Regions from separate parts of the Mus musculus genome. Here region 2 is linked to region 1. Evidence: chromatin contacts called from public promoter capture Hi-C data. All regions are on one chromosome and are shown on one strand. The core of a region is the stretch at or near the end of the contact, and the rest is flanking DNA. Distances in the headings are between cores, read along the strand shown.

What was found. Promoter capture Hi-C pulls out the DNA fragments that hold promoters and counts their contacts.
Region 2: a promoter capture Hi-C map of pre-B cells shows a contact between it and region 1. The contact joins the promoter of Tbl1xr1 here to the promoter of Hps3 in region 1. A contact is called at or near these places in 1 of 39 promoter capture datasets (pre-B cells) and 1 of 115 datasets of contacts at active chromatin or transcription factors (embryonic stem cells).

The regions. Positions count from the first base shown.
Region 1 is chr3:20,032,278-20,040,156 of GRCm38.p6, forward strand. It overlaps Hps3 (HPS3, biogenesis of lysosomal organelles complex 2 subunit 1), which reads right to left and starts at 3,033. Exons shown (of 17, transcript NM_080634.4): 1 at 2,772-3,033. The coding sequence starts at 2,988.
Region 2 is chr3:22,073,372-22,081,250 of GRCm38.p6, forward strand. It overlaps Tbl1xr1 (transducin (beta)-like 1X-linked receptor 1), which reads left to right and starts at 3,281. Exons shown (of 16, transcript NM_030732.3): 1 at 3,281-3,583. It also overlaps the pseudogene Gm5842.

The DNA of each region.
Region 1 (7,879 bases), core at 1,783-4,282:
ATTGCATATGGCAGCAAGATTTTGCTGAAAGGACCCTGGTATAGCTGTCTCTTGTGAGGCTATGCCAGTTTCTGGCAAATACAGAAGTGGATGCTCACAGTCATCTATTGGATGGAACACAGGGCCCCCAATGGAGGAGCTAGAGAAAGTACTCAAGGAGCTGAAGGGGTCTGTAACCCTATAGGAGGAACAACAATATGAACAAACCAGTACACCCTGAGCTCGTCTCTAGCTGCATATGTAGCAGAAGATGGCCTAGTCGGCCATCAATGGAAGGAGAGGCCCTTGGTCTTGCAAGGAATGCCAGGGCCAGAAAGCAAGAGTGGATGGGTTGGAGAGCAGGGCAGGGGGAGGGTATAGGGGACTTTCAGGGTAGCATTTGAAATGTAAATGAAGAAAATAGCTAATAAAAAATTGTTTAATAAAAAAAATTCCAAACCTACCATCTACATTTTTCCTTCCTTCCTTATTTCCTTCCTTTCTCCTTCCTTCCTTCCTTCCTTCCTTCCTTCCTTCCTTCCTTAATGCTCTTGTAATGGTTCATCATCTCAACTTGATTGGGCAAAGAAACACCTAAGAGCACACCTCTGGTTATTTCTTGTGACAACGTTTCCAAAAATGTCTAGATCATGAGCTCTGACCTAATGAATGCACTAATCCGTTTTGGAAACTTTGGTGTGGTAGGGTTGGGTGGAGGGGAGTCTGGCTAGAGGAAAGAGACTTCTGGGAGGACGGTCACTGATGAAGAGGGGATATCTGGCAATTCTATCTTGCCCTAGTCCTTCCTGTTTCTGCTTTACCTTCTAGTCACCATGATGTGAACCCTACCCACTATGGTGGGCTGAACCCTCTCAAACCATGAGCCACAGAAATCTGGTTACAGGGACCCCACAGATGACTTACTGAGTGCCCACAACTTACAAAGGGAGAGCAGCATTTGGCTGATTAGTAAGTGTAGGCTTGGGGGGGGGGGGGGTTAGGGGGTGGGCCCGTACAAAGTAAAACTGTCAACATGACCCCTCCATGGTATAGTTAAGGGAAATGGTTTTGTTTTATTGAAGATAGGTGGGGTACAGAGAGGAGGGGAGAGCAAGGAGGGAGAGGGAGAAAGAGAGGGAGGAGGGAGATAGAGAGGGAGAGGGAGGAGGGAGAGGGTAGAGTTAGAGGGAGGAGGGAAAAGGCGATGGAGGGAGAGGGACGAGGGAGAAGGAGATAAAAGGAAAGGGAGAGGGAGAGGGAGAGGGAGAGGGAGAGGGAGAGGGAGAAACAGCCAGAAGATCTGGATGAATCCAGAGCAGAGAGAGAAAGAAGTAACCTGAACATGGCCAGCTGAATAGACATGGCCAAGGTTATCTGCAAGAGAGAGAAGAGCACAGTGAGATAGCATGGACTTGGAAATATGTAATAGGTACTTCAGGGACTGAGGGAGGCCTGAGGCTAGCCTGGACCTTGGGATGCTGAGGAGTAGTATCACACGTGTATGTAGATTGAAGAGCCATAGCTCCTTTTGCCAGAGGTAAGGGAAATGACTCCTCTGACAGACAGGAACTGCCTCCACAAGTTCCTGAGGAAGGAAGGCTGGCTTTTAACTAAACACCAGAACTCCTCCTATAGCCATGGAGGAGCTCACGTCTGGATCTTTGGACTGCCCTTTGGAGTTTGGGACTTGGGGTTTCCTTTGGACCTGACAGAAAAAGAAAATGCTTTCTGCCTGGGAAAAAGGCCTCCAAAACATTCACAGTAAATATAAATGCACAGATAGTCCTGGTTGTTGACAAGGTGGATTTGCTATGGCAGAGGACACTAGGCACTGAGAGAACACAGACCAGAACATTTACTCAGAAGAAAAAAAGGCATCAAAGGAGACATCAGACAGGTTTTCTGAACTTAGGCATTGCCAGGGGTCAGCCTATTAATGTTTAGTCATGCATGGGTTAATAGAAGTTACACTCAGAAGTTGAAGTTCAACTGTGGACTGAATGCTACCTTTGAGTTATATGGCCCGTGATACTTATGCCATCCCACATGATTCCTGAAGCTCTTTAAGGCAGCCAACATGGTAATAAAAGCATCTTTGTTCTTCAAGGTTTCAAGAACGAGGTTATCATGGTTTAGTGCTAGCCTCCTCCAGTCGGTGTGGCTCAAGTCATTAGTATCCAACCAGGGCCAAGCATTTGATACAACCCAATGTAATAAATCAACCACAAGTGATAGTGACTTAAGAGGTAAAAGGGCTGGCTCCGATTTGAGATAACTTTTGAGGTCGAGCCTCCTGTGAACTTCAGGATATCATTCTCCCTCCTCTTTCTCTTGAACCAGGTTTGTTTTCTTACATTAATCTTTTAAGGGTCTGGCATAAGTGGAACCGAGCCACACGTCTTTATTTCAAGCTGTGGACGGGATCAGTCAGCATTGCATCTCCACGTGGGGTGTCTGCTTTGTTTTGCTTCGAGACATGATTACTTGTAGCCTAGGCTAGAATGGAACTCACCAAACTGCAGAGGACCTTAAACTTCAGATCCTCCGGTCTCTACCTCCAAAGTGCTAGAATGACTAGTTGAAGCAATCTGAGTAAGGAGGATCAGACCAAGGCTTCAAGCAAACTAGGCAAGCACCGGACCGTGGCACGACACCGGATCTGCGGTCGCTAAAACAACTACACAAAATGACTTTAGCACTTAGTGCCCGACCCACACTGACTGTCAGCAGCCAGCCTAGAAGAGCACCAATCCCTTCCCTACCCAGAGCCCCGCCCCAAAGCCGCTCCTCACCGGCTTCGCTGTAGGCCATGCGCAGCACCCTGCCTAGCGTGGAGAAGGCGCAGCGCTGCCGGCACAGCTCTTCGCCCTGAACAGCGAACGCCTCCACCTTGCAGCCGGCAGCCACGAACAGCGCGTCGCTCCCGCCGCAGCAGACCTGCTCCGGCTCCCACTGGCAGGGGACTACCTGCTGCGACCCAAACGGGTGCAGGTTGTACAGACGCACCATCCCGGCGCCCGGACCGCTGGGCGGCTTCCGCAAGCTTAGAGAGCTGCTCCGGATCACGTGAGCGCTGCGACCACACCCCGGGCACCGCTCCTTAAAGAGGCCGCGCGCTAAGTGAAGTGCTACCCTAAGTGGATGCAGAGACCTCGGTTCCTCTTTGGAGATGTTAACTTTGCTGCTTCTGGACAGATTAGTATGTGAAACCTTCAGCGTGTTTAACACTCGATCATCTGCCCGTCTGTGCCTTGGTCGACTTGCCTTAGACTTTGAACTTTTTTTTTTTTTTTTCCATTTTTTATTAGGTATTTAGCTCATTTACATTTCCAATGCTATACCAAAAGTCCCCCTTACCCACCCACCCCCACTCCCCTACCCACCCACTCCCCCCCTTTGGCCCTGGCGTTCCCCTGTACCGGGGCACACAAAGTCTGCTTCTAAAGGATGAAACTGCAAAACCTGATGTTAAACTCCCAACGTAGGGTTAAACACACCACAAATACTGTGGATCCTACAATGGTTTTATTGAAAAGGGCAAATCCTCGAAGATGCTTAGCAAAAAATAAAAATAAAAAAATAATGCATTGGATGAGAAGATCTATGAAAACATTTTGCAGGCATTTGGCAAAAGTTTCCTCTAAGCCTTAGATAATAGGGGAGGAGAGAGATCCCCGGATGGTCAATATACAGTTCCTAAGTATTTCCTATATTGAAGAAACTTGCCGTCGGAATTTTTCTATTTTGGGAGATTTAATAAACCAGATCTATAATGTTTTTTTAACAATTCTAGAAAATATATGTGTTTGCATGCACATATGTACGTATTGGTTGACTGGAGGATGCTCTTCTTTTTACACTGAAAAGAGCAAACTTCAATTCTCATGCTGATGGTTACCTTGAGTCCTTTGCTCTGAGAATTTATAATGTGGGAGCAATTGGACTGAAGTTGAACTGCTGCCATTTCGAATACCTTCCAGATGACGAGGAATCATGTACTTCATCCTCTACTAGGAACACTCTGGGAGACGGGTTCATTAAACTCAGTGAGCAAAGAATACATGGAATAGTCCAGAGATCTGGGCTACAGAAATCAGGAAAACAAGCAGATTGCTACTCATGTGACATCCATAAACATCCCCTTTCCCTCTTATGAGTATCTGATTTAAGTGTCTGTCTCTTTTGATTAATTTTTCCTCTTCAGGATATTAATTGAATGTAATTTGACTTTTGTGAGATTCATTAAGTCCTAGAATGGCACTACCTTCTCTAGAGATAGCTTCTTCTCCCTTGATATAGTCCCTGTACCTGGCTGACCTAAGAAATTTTGGGAAGAGATTTTTATCTTTATTAACTGTTTTTCTCACTTCTGTGACCATCAGCTTATGAGAAAGCTAGGCTGATTCCATGACAGACTTCAAATTGGCAGCTAAGGAGAATAGGCCTAAATCTCTGTCTCTAAGAACTGGACAATTCCAGGCAAGTCCAGGCCTTAGAAGCCGCCCTGCCACCTGGCCTGAGGCAAGGACACTGGGTCAGCAGCACTTTCCAGACTTCTTCAGCAACAGTTTTCAGACCTCCCCAGCAAGTTTCCAGCCCCCACACCCCAGTAATGGAATGTCTATAGAGATGGACCCAACCTCCATGTCAATCTTGACAGGGTCACCTACCCCAGAATTCCCTAATGTGCTTTAAATCAGGCTTGCAAACTGACTTGGTGGTCTCTGTTCTGGTAATGAGAGACCCCACATTTGAGTCTGGGGTATCATTCTTTGGCAAATCATGGATCCTTATACTTCAGAGAGGAACGGTTTGGTCTAGATCAGTATTTAGGAGGTAGGGTCCATCATGGAGGAAACTGCTTCTACCTGGGCTGATCAGAAAAAAAGAGAAAATGGCCTTCTCAATACTGTTTTGTATCCCTTCAGTCCAAGACCTCACAGCATTGTAGGGCAGAGCCCACATTCAAGCTGTGTCTTCCCTCTTGCATTAAACCCTTCTGAAAATGTGCCCACAGACACATTCAGAAGTGTGTTATATAGTTAATTCTGAATACAGTAAAGTTGATAAAATTAATCATTGCATGAAGATAGCTTCGAGTGAGTGTATGCCTAGTTTCCTTGTTTGTGAGGATCTGTGAGTAGAAACCACTCACTTGTCTCCTGTTACAAAAGCAGGGACCAGGGTGGCATACCATCATGTCCCATTTGTTCTTTAGGACTATCATGACAAATAAAACGCACTGCTTGGTTTCAGCAACAGAGTCCTCCTCCTTCTATTCCTCTTCCTCCTCCACTTCTTCAGTTCTGGAGGCTGGAAGTCCAATGTCAATACATGAGAAGGCCTGCTTTCTTGAGCCCTCTTTCCATGGCTTACAGATGGCTACCTTCTCACTGTCTTCACTGGTCTGTTTCATTCTTGATGTCTCTTCCTCCTCTTCTAAAGATGCCAGCTCTACTAAGATCTGCCCATATGATTTCTCTTAAACTCGGCTATCTTGTAAATGTGCTGTCTGAACATTAGTCACATTCTGAGGTACTGGGATTTAGGACTTTGTCTTGGTTAGGATTTCCATTGCTGTAAAAGAGACACCATGACTACTACATCCACTCCAGTAGTGACTTGCTTGACAGGTTTAGAAACCTGGAAGCAGTCCCGAGGCAAAAAGTTCATGGACACTTGGCCTCCTGGAAACATGGCATCCCAAATATCCAATGCTCCAAACTTGTCCTTGCAAATGGATCTGTGTGCTTTCTTTCAGTATTGTTTTACTATAGGTGCCTCCAAGCAATGATTTGCCAAATACCTAAGCAAAATTGAACTTTGCTTCCTGGCCTTCACCAATGCCCTAGGTAGTCCTTGAGCAGACCCTAGGCTTGGAATTCAGTAAGAATGTTACCTATTCAGTAACATTCAGAATTGCCTCTAGTATTGTAAGAGAGATAGTGAAAGAAATCAGGCATTACTATCTACTACATAAGAGTTAGAAATCTCAGGGCAAGCTTAGCAAAGTAAGTTTAGAATTCTTATTATAGTTATGTATGGCAGACTACATTACTTAGTAGAAAGTCCCCCACACTATCACTTAGAATAAAAGCCAAGTCACTCCCTTATACAGGAATTTACAATGGTTTAGGAAGAAGATCGGGCTGTGGTTTAAGGAGGAACTAGAGTATTGCATTATTCATGAGAAGGTTAACTAGAGCAGAACTCCCTAATTAGAACCATGGCTTGGGCATGAAAGCCCTTGCCCCGGGATTGTAAAGACCTCACACCTGGCTTCTAAGACTATGGCTGACCTTAGATAGAGCTGACTTTGTCTCAGTTGTTTTATTGCCCAGTTCCTGTCAGTCTTTGTGTTTGCATTCCTCTGCTTTGTGTAAGAGTCATGAAGCATCTGGCAACCTCATTGTACCTTGCCAATGTGTCACCTAACTTCCCTATTCTCTTCTGTATAAAACGTTTGATGCTCGATTTGAGAAATTACATTCAGATACAGTACTCTCCCTTGTGGCCGTATTTATTTGTCATTTCTCGCCAACTCTTTTGCCACCTGTCCAGGACCCTGATTTCTCCTGCGGATTGAGTGAGGCCGACTGAGGCCGGTCTGCGGCAGGATGGCGCCTGTCCGTGGCACGTGCCCAAGGCAGTTCTTATAAAAGACAACATTTAATTGGGTCTGGTTTACAGTTTCAGATATTCAGTCCATTATCATCAAGGTAGGAACATGGCAGCAACTAAGAAGGCATGGCACAGGAGGAGCTGAGAGTTTGTATAACTTTTTGTTCCAAGGGCAAAGAGGAGAACTGTGTCCCAGGAAATTAGGATGGACAGTCTCAAAGCCCACACCCACAGTGACACACCTATTCCAACAAGGCCCCACCCCTAGTGCTGCCATTCCCTGGGCCAAGCATATACAAATCATCACAGGCTTCAATAGGCAATTTGAATATAGACAGCTTAGTCTATAAGAGAGGTTGCTAAGGATGATATTCTGGTTGGAGAGACTAACCTTAGGGACTTCTTAGCACTGTATCTCCTGGAGAAGCTTAGGTGGATTGCACAGGTATAAATAGTAGTCCCAGATGGTCATTGGTATTAACCTTCTTGTTAGTTTCAATAGGAATGGCCCCCATAGATTCATAGGTTTGAATATTTGGCCATAGGGAGTGGCAATATTAGGTGTGGCCTTGTTGGAGGCAGTGTGTCACTCTGGAGGCAGGCTTTTGGGTCATACATGCACAGGCTATGCCCAGTGGGGCACACAGTTTCCTGCTACCTGCAGATAAAGATATAGAACACTCGGGCCGTTCTCCAGGACTATGTATGCCTGGATGTTACCATACTTCCTGCTATGATGATAACAGACTAAACTTCTAAAACTGTAAGCCAGCTCCCATTAATTGTTTTCCTTTATAAGAGCTGCTGTGGTCATGGTGTCTCTTCACAGCAATAAAACGCTAAGTAAAGGGGCTGTACAAGAAGAATGTCAAAACAGTTTAGAACTCATGAAATTTGGTTAGCACAGTCATGTTAGGTGTGTCTCAGAGAGGCAGAGCCCTGAGGACTTCATTCTGCTGTGAAGTTTCCAGTCATCATGTCCCTCATAATCTATGAGTTATATGAAAACTCTAAGGGAGTGTCCAGCCCCTCACTGGGCAGTGTCATTGGCACTTACAACAATAGTGGCTGATCTTTTCAAAGACTGCTGCTGGAACAGATAAATGATTCAACTACCACCCTCAGACAAAACTTACGGATGTAGATTGTCAGTAAAATTAGGTGAAAATGTTAGTGGCTGTGATGGAGTAAATCACGGGGAGGGAGCAATTTACAGTTGCCAGGCACACTTTTGACAGTTGAGCCAGGGAGTCTTTTGAGGTCAGGTAACAAGAACAAT
Region 2 (7,879 bases), core at 2,031-4,530, 2.0 Mb after region 1:
GAGACCAGACCAGCTGTCTGGGAGAAGCAGAGACCAGCTGAGCTGCCTGGAAGAGGTTTACAACAATTGAGGTACACAGAAAGGACACTCTTTAGCCTGTTGAGCTGTCTGCACACAGTGTGCTCCAGGTTCCCAGCTTTGTGACCTGTCACCCATGTTAGGGTGGGCTTTGGTGATGCGGCTGTCTTTGAGTCATTTCTTTACCTGTATAGAACCCCAATAAAACTCATTGGTCACCAACTTGGAATTTGTTGGTATCTGTACTTTGGTTTGTTGTGGGTTCCCTTTCGGGGATGAATAGATGAGTGTTTAATGGAAAAGTTTTGTTTTACACACACACACACACACACACACACACACACACACACACTTTATATGAAAGATTAGAAAAAACAAAACATAAGGCTCAGCTAATTCCCTTAGCAGGGAGGCTCAAGCATTTTTCACATTTAGGCTTTGTGTGTGTGTGTGTGTGTGTGTGTGTGTGTGTGTAAGGAGAACATCTAAATGTTAGGACTCTGTTGATTGTGTGTGTATTAAGGATGTGTGAGTGACAAGTGTGAGGTCAGAGGACAACCTTCAGGATTTGGCACTTACCTTCTTTATTTGTGGATCAGGGTATGTAGCCTTGCCTGGCTTGGTCTACCATGTAGAACAGACTGCAACCCAGACATCTGCCTGCTTCTGCCTCCCACATGCTGGGATTAAAGTTGGGCCTCAAGGGTCTCATTTGTCTCAGGTTCCTGACTCCACTCTTGTTTTAGAGTAGGAACCCCAGCAGGTGGCATGTCAATCTGCTGACCTTCAAGGCCAATTACTGTTTAATGATGGTAAGAGATCCTCCTAGCTTCTGGGAGGGTGAGGTCGGAGGATTGCCAAGGCTTTGAGATCTGGATGAGCTATCCAGGAAAATCCTCTCAAAACCAACCAACCAACCCCCCCCCCCAAAAAAAAGATCAAATAAACCATGAATGCAAAACCTCAAAACTTCCAAACAACAAGCAAACCAGAATAAAAACAAAACAACAACAAAACCCCAAAAGCTTGAAGGGCACTTTACTGGAGCAAGTTTAAGGTACAGGTCCCCAACTTTGGCGGCTTCTGTCATGACATTCAAATAAAGTGGTTTCTGTCCTAAGACAGTGCACCTAACAAACGAACAGATTCTCACCCTCGTTGTCCCGTGCACAGAGACCACCTTGAGGAAGCTAGCTCAGAGTCTAAGAGCTTCTGGCTGGAAGGAGGGTGGTCTTTGGAAGAGATGTCTCCTGGGAGGCTAGGAATCACTTGCTTGTCGCTGACTGTAAAGACTGGTGAGCATCCTTAGCCACTCAAAGTGTGGCTTGATTTTCTTGTAGCTGTTGTCTAGGTCCAGGGCTGGGAACCAGCTTTCCCCACCCATCCCACCATTTTAATGGGCGTTTCGGACAAAGAACCTGCATTGCAGTGTGAGGTTTATGTTGAGCAAACAGCATACCGTAAGTGGACAGCTCTTACACAATGGTAAGATACTAAATGCTCTGGGCAGCTGAAGGACGGAGGCAGGCCTCGTCTTTGGCTTCCTCAGTGCTGTTTCCCTTAACTGGACAGAAGTGTTTTGGAAACCCAGTATAATCTACATTCCCATCAGGTGACATTGTTTAATCTAACATTCCCTCTTTCACAAGTGACAATAGCTCCGGGGACACCCAGGCTCAAGCTTTGAACTTTTCTGGTAGAAAGGGCGTTTGCAACTCCATAGACTTTCTTTGGTGCCTTTCCACCTTCCAGCTACGCCTGTCAAAATAGGTAACCGCCTCCAGGGAGGGGCCAACAGGGGAGAGTCATTGACCTTGGCTGAACCAAATCTAATCTAGTCTCGGAGTTTGTTAGGCTGCACAGTCTATAGCTGTGAAAGTTACTTCAAATGATACTTTGTTTGAAAATTTATCTTTGAAGCACTAAAGGAAGACCACTGCTTGACAGGAATACACGTTTCCAAATGTTTTGACAACTTGAAACTAGAACCTTTCACCAAAGAAGGTTGCAAAGTATTTTTAAAGATAGTAACAAAAAAGCAGAGTTTCAAGATATATGCTAGAATTAAAAGGAAGGGTGCCTCTTACAGCCCAGGTTTCTGAAAGGCTCAGGAAGGTCACCGCAGTATTTTAAAAATCCTCGGCGCTCCGGCAGCCACATTTTGACATTATTGGGCAGCCAAACTGTACTTCAGAAACCGCCTTCACGTGCCAGACGCATGCAGAAAGTAGATAATATAAACTCCCGTGGATATCACACCGCGGTGCACACTTAGTGAACATTCATTCTGTCTATGGCTTTATTTTCGCGCAATGAGAACTGATCCATCAAACCTTCCCAAAAGACCCGCAGACAAGTCGCACATTTGGGCGCACAACTTCAATTTCAGCTTTGCGTTTTCACCAAACCCCTCTCGCCGTGCGCGCTGCGCGTCTCCCCACGCGCGGTGCTCCGGGTCCCATCCTAGAACTCGCTCACGGCAGGCGAAGCACCTTTCCAGGTACGCTCCGGAGCGGGCGTGTTTACGCGCATCCAAGTGTGCGGCACTTTGAACGCGGAGTCCATGTGGAGCCCGCGCCGAGCTCCCGCAGCTGCCGGCCGCCTCCGGGGATCGGAGCGGCCGCGGCTCGCGGGATTGCTGCGGGCGAAGGGACTCAAGCGCCACCCAGGCAGCGGGACAGCCCCGGCTGCGGGCTCTGGAACGAATGCGCGGCGAGCCCAGCCCCCAGCGCCGCGAGCGAGCGAGGGAGGCTGGGTGGAGGGAGAGCGGAGCGAGTGAGGAAGCCGAGTGTGGAACGGCTCGTCGGCCGCCACCCCCACCGCCACCGCCGCGCTGCCTCCACCGCGGCCCCGCCCCTCCGCCGCGCCCCTCCCCCACTCCGGCGCTCCTCCCTCTAAGTTCCCCCTCCCAGGTCCCCCTCCCCGTCGAGGTTCCCCTCCCCCTCCCAGGCTCAGGCTCCCTTCCCCCTCGCCTCTCCTTCTCGGGGCTCCCTTCCCCCTCCACAACCCGTTTCCCCACTCCTCCTCCAGGCTCCCCTCCCCCGCCCAGCTCTCCTTCTCTTCCACCACCCGGCTCCGCTCCCCTCCCCCTCCCGGGTCCTCCTCACTTCCTCCCCTCCCCCTCCGGGCGCGCCCCACCCCTCCGCTCCCCTCGTCTCCCCTCCCCCTCCTCGGGTCCTCCTCCCCTCCCCCTCCACCCCCTCCCCCTCTACCCCTCCCCCTCCTCGCTCCCTGTTCCCTCCTCCCTCCCCGCGCGCCGGGCGCAGGCCGCTCGGGTTTGTTTTGCTGCGCGGCCGTCGCCGCCGCGGGCCCGGAGCTCATTTGTGCCTGGCTGGTCCCCGCGCTCCCCGGTGCCGAGCCGGAGCCGTTGGCCGCTCGCGCGCTTGGCTCTCTCCCTTAGTAACAGCTCCCCTCCTGCCTCGGTGCTGCGCCCTGCCCCCGCGCCCCTCCCCCGCCGGACCCGCTGCCCGGCTGTCAGCGCCCGCACCCCAGGGCGCCTCGGGGTGCCGACGGCGGCCAGGAGGGGAGCGCCGCGCGTCCTGGAGGGGACAGCGTCGCCAAGCAGGTGAGCGCGGGCCCGGGGCTGCGGGCGCCGCGAACTTGGCCTGGGCGCGGGGGAGGGGCGGCTGCGCTCACGTGCTGCCCCCCCGGGTCGGGGTGGCTGCGGGAGGCACTGGGCCCAGGCGAGCGGGCTTGGGGGCGCAGGCTGGATGCGGGGCCGCAGCCGCCCTGTGCTCACATAGCGGGGGAGCGGCCAGGGCTCAGGATGGGTGCTGGTCCGCGCTCGGGCGCGCGGGCTGCAGTCGCCCGGTCGCGCACCCCTCGGGCTGTGGCGCGCGGAGACCCCGGGCGGCGGCGGGGACCGCGGGCGGCTGTTGGGGCGCGGGCGGGGGAGGGGCGCGGCCGGGCCTCGCTCACTCAGGACGCGAGTGTGGGCACCTTGTGCCTGTGGCCTCCCCACGAGGAGGCCCTGGCCACAGCCTCGGTAAAGTTGGGTCAGAAGTGTATACAGTTGGCAAACTTATTGCCAGCTTCCTGGTAAGTTTCGGGGTGGCACACAAGTCACATTATCTTCTGACAGTATAGAGCCACGTTGTGAGTGTTTGCTGGGTGACTTCCTCTTTGCAACCGATGTCTTTTTTTTTTTTTTTTTTTTTTTTTTGGAACAGGGGCTGACTTTCATTTAAGTGTAATTCCACGTTGAAAGGCAGCTCGAGGCGAATCATGCATGTGTTAGAGTGTTCGGTAATTTTGGAAGTTCTCAATTTGGATTAAATTTAGGTTGTGAAAATGGTCTGTTCTGTGTAACATTTGGGTTGGGTGGCTTTTAAGAAACGCTCTCTTTGTTAGGTTACCCAACACTGAAAATAATTTGGTGATCACACAGAAGAGTTGGAACATAGCTAAACATTACATTTCTTTAACAGTCTGGAGTTTTCTTAAAACCTTGGTTGGACTTTATCGGCCCCAGGGTGAAGGGTTATATGCCATTTACAGTTAATTAGGGAAGTTTACTGTTGGCTTTCTTGTTTTTCCATATAAGAACCTTATGCTGGTCTAAACATGTTAATAAAGTACGGTGGATGAAATGATGTGTTATTTCTAGTTTGAATCTTGAGATTGAAAGCCCCCCATCAGTGTAAAACAATACAAGGCCATGTCTTACTGATTTAACTTAGCTAAAGTGCTTTGCAGTATCTTGGTGGCCCATTGAAGGTAGTAAATGAGTTTTGGGTTTCCCTGTGTGATTCACGTTCAGTTTTGTTAAATAAGACCCATGCTTATTGGAGCACTTCAGTAATCCTGACTTCCTGGGACTGTATGTTCTCGCCACTTTAATAAGTTTATAGTCTGGGGAAGTAGGGCATCTTTATCTGCACAAAAACACTGTGTATCAGTTGGATTGAATCGTGGGAGTTAATGGCAAACTTCCCAAATTATCACTGAGAGTTCTAGAAACAGTTGGCATTTAGCTATGGGGGAGGGGCGGTAGGTCGCCAGCCTGCCTGAAAGGGGTTGGGCAGGTCCTGTGTGCCCTTCGTGTCTAAATGGAGGCTTCTCTGCTGCTTTGACTATTTCTCTCTTAGTTTTGCTGCCCTGCATGGGATGAAGTCTGTAATCGCAAACACTAAACACTCAAATTACTTGTCTTACCTTTAGTTTGTAAACTCAGATCTCTAGAATTTAGGACGAACACGCCAACCCTGTGAGGAAAGAAAATATGTGTAAAAAAAGCTAAGCAACTTCATTAACTTGTTAACGTCTTCAGAATTCTTGCAGTTGACCCTGTCTTTGAAGCACACTTCTAATCTGTACATGTTGTTAGCATAGGAGACTGGTGGTAAATGGAGTGTGTGGGTGGTTTTTTTTTTTTTTTTGGTAGTGTTGGGAATTGAGCCTAGAGCCTCACTCCTGATAGATAAGTGCTCTACCAATGAGCTACTGCCCAACCTTGATATTGTATTTTGTTGAAGACCAATAAAACATTTTAACTTTTTATATAAACCCAAGAACCTCTTTTGATACTTGTAGTCTCCATCTAATTAAGGTTTTTGCAAGACTGATTATCATAATACCTGTCTGCCAGAGAACCAGAAATAACTGCTTCCTGTGAAACTGGTAAGCTTTCAAGCTAGCGAGCTAGGTCGCTACAGCTTTATAAACATGGGGTCTCTGATGAAAAGGGGCTGACACATGGACCTTTGACACTTGAACCTGTTGAGTAAATGTCCTAGTTCACTTACAGCGATGAAGTGTAACTGCAGAGTGGTCTCCACACAGTTTCTCCAAGGATGGCTGGCTACTGTGGACATTCACTGAGCAGGTGTGGATGGAGCTGAAACTATTTGTTAAGGTTTGATACTTACATTAACACTGAGAGAGATGGCAGAAACATTGGCTCTGCTTACAACTGTTTTTCTAGTACATGTGAATTTGACTCATTTTCAGAAATATTTACAGTGTATGTACATCCCTGAAGTGGGAAGAGGAAACAGTGAGCAGGAGACATTTACATTTTGTCCTCAGACCTGGGGTTGTGTAGCAAGAAGGCCTTCACCTTGCTTGCTGAACTGCCATCAACAGAGCCTTGGGATGATGGTCAGGAGGTCTGACGACTTATGTTGGTGGCATCCTACTTAGTAATTGTACAGTTTATTGCCTTTTTGCCAGACATCTGGACAAGGACAGGGACTCTGCCTGAGCCACCTCCAGGAAGGTGTGAGGAGGCACTGCCTGTCACACTGCCTGTCACACTGCCTGTCACACTGCCTGTCGCTCAGGCCTTCAGACTGATCCCTGTGACCAATCTGTAGTGTTGGCTTTCTCTGTGGTGAGATGGAAAGGTGCTCCAAGGTGTTTATTAGGCTTTGAAGAGGCCTCTACCAGGTCGTTTTGACCCTTGTTCCATGCTCTTTCTGGATGACAGTTTATGACACATTTCCCTGCTGCTTTGCCACGCTTGGATTTCTGATTTCCTGACAGACTTCTTGTTTCTGATTGGGCTGAGCTCTGAGGTACCTCTGGTGAATAGTCTAGGAGTCCTGATATCATGCTTAAGCCTTCTGTATGCTGAGGTATGGGGTCTTGTCCGTTCCTGTTTTCCCTAGATTAAATAAAGGTAGCCTCCGTATACTGGTGGTAGGAAGAGAATATTAAGAGTGGAGAGAAGAGTGTGGTCAACAGTCCACACAATCGAGCATTTCTCAAAACTGAGTGTTCCTGCATGTTGTGTTGTCTTGTAGTGGTCTGAGCAAGGGTGCTTTTGGTAACTACTCAGTCTCTGTCCCTCTCGGTGGTGCCCTTGAGGGTAGAACTTAGGCCTTAAGTTTTCCCCTTGTATCATAGAGTTGAGACAATAGATGTGTAGTGTTCAGAAGTGTTTGGCATGCTGTGTATTGCCGGAGTGTCACCCTGTGCATTGGGTTGGAAGGTGGCGGCTTCTTCTTCTTCTTCTTCTTCTTCTTCTTCTTCTTCTTCTTCTTCTTCTTCTTCTTCTTCTTTTTTTGTTACATTTCAATTTTTTTCTTTAAAAGGAGTGAGTTGTGTACAGGGGGTTAAATGCTTTATAGACAAGAAAAAAAACTGTGCTAGAACCAACTTATTCATCATCATCATCTTCATCTTCCTCCTCTTCCTCATCCTCTTCATCCTCCTCATCATCTTCCTCTTCCTTCTTTTTCTTGCTCTTTTCAGCCTTGACCACCCCCTTTTTCGCTGCATCAGTTTTCCTTTAGCTCTGTAGGCAGCAATATCCTTCTTGTACTTCTCCTTCAGCTTGGCAGCCTTCTTCTCATAGGGCTGCTTGTCATACACTGCAGTGTTGTTCCACATCTCTCCTAGTTTCTTTGCAACATCACCAATGGACAAGCCAGGATGCTTGCCTTTGATTTTGGGGGCGGTACTCAGAACAGAACAAGAAGAAGGCCGAAGGAGGCCTCTTGGGTGCATTGGGGTCCTTGAACTTCTTTTTGGTCTCCCCTTTGGGGGGGATGTAGGTTTTCATTTCTCTTTCACAACGAGCCTTTTCAGCCTTTGCCATATCTTCAAATTTCCCCTTTTCTTTAGCAGACATGGTCTTCCACCTCTCTGAGCACTTCTTGGAGAACTCTGAGAAGTTGACAGAAGCATCCGGGTGCTTCTTCTTGTGCTCCTCCCGGCAAGTTTGCACAAAGAATGCACATGAGGACATTTTGCCTCTCGGCTTCTTAGGATCTCCTTTGCCCATGTTTAGTTGATTTTCCTCCATGAGGCATAGAGTCGCCCAGTGTCCGTCCGCTGGCGCTGTCTCTATGGAGCTCAATGTACTGCAATGGCTGTGAGAGCGGGAGCCAGACGCAGCCTCCTCACTCTCTCCGCTCTG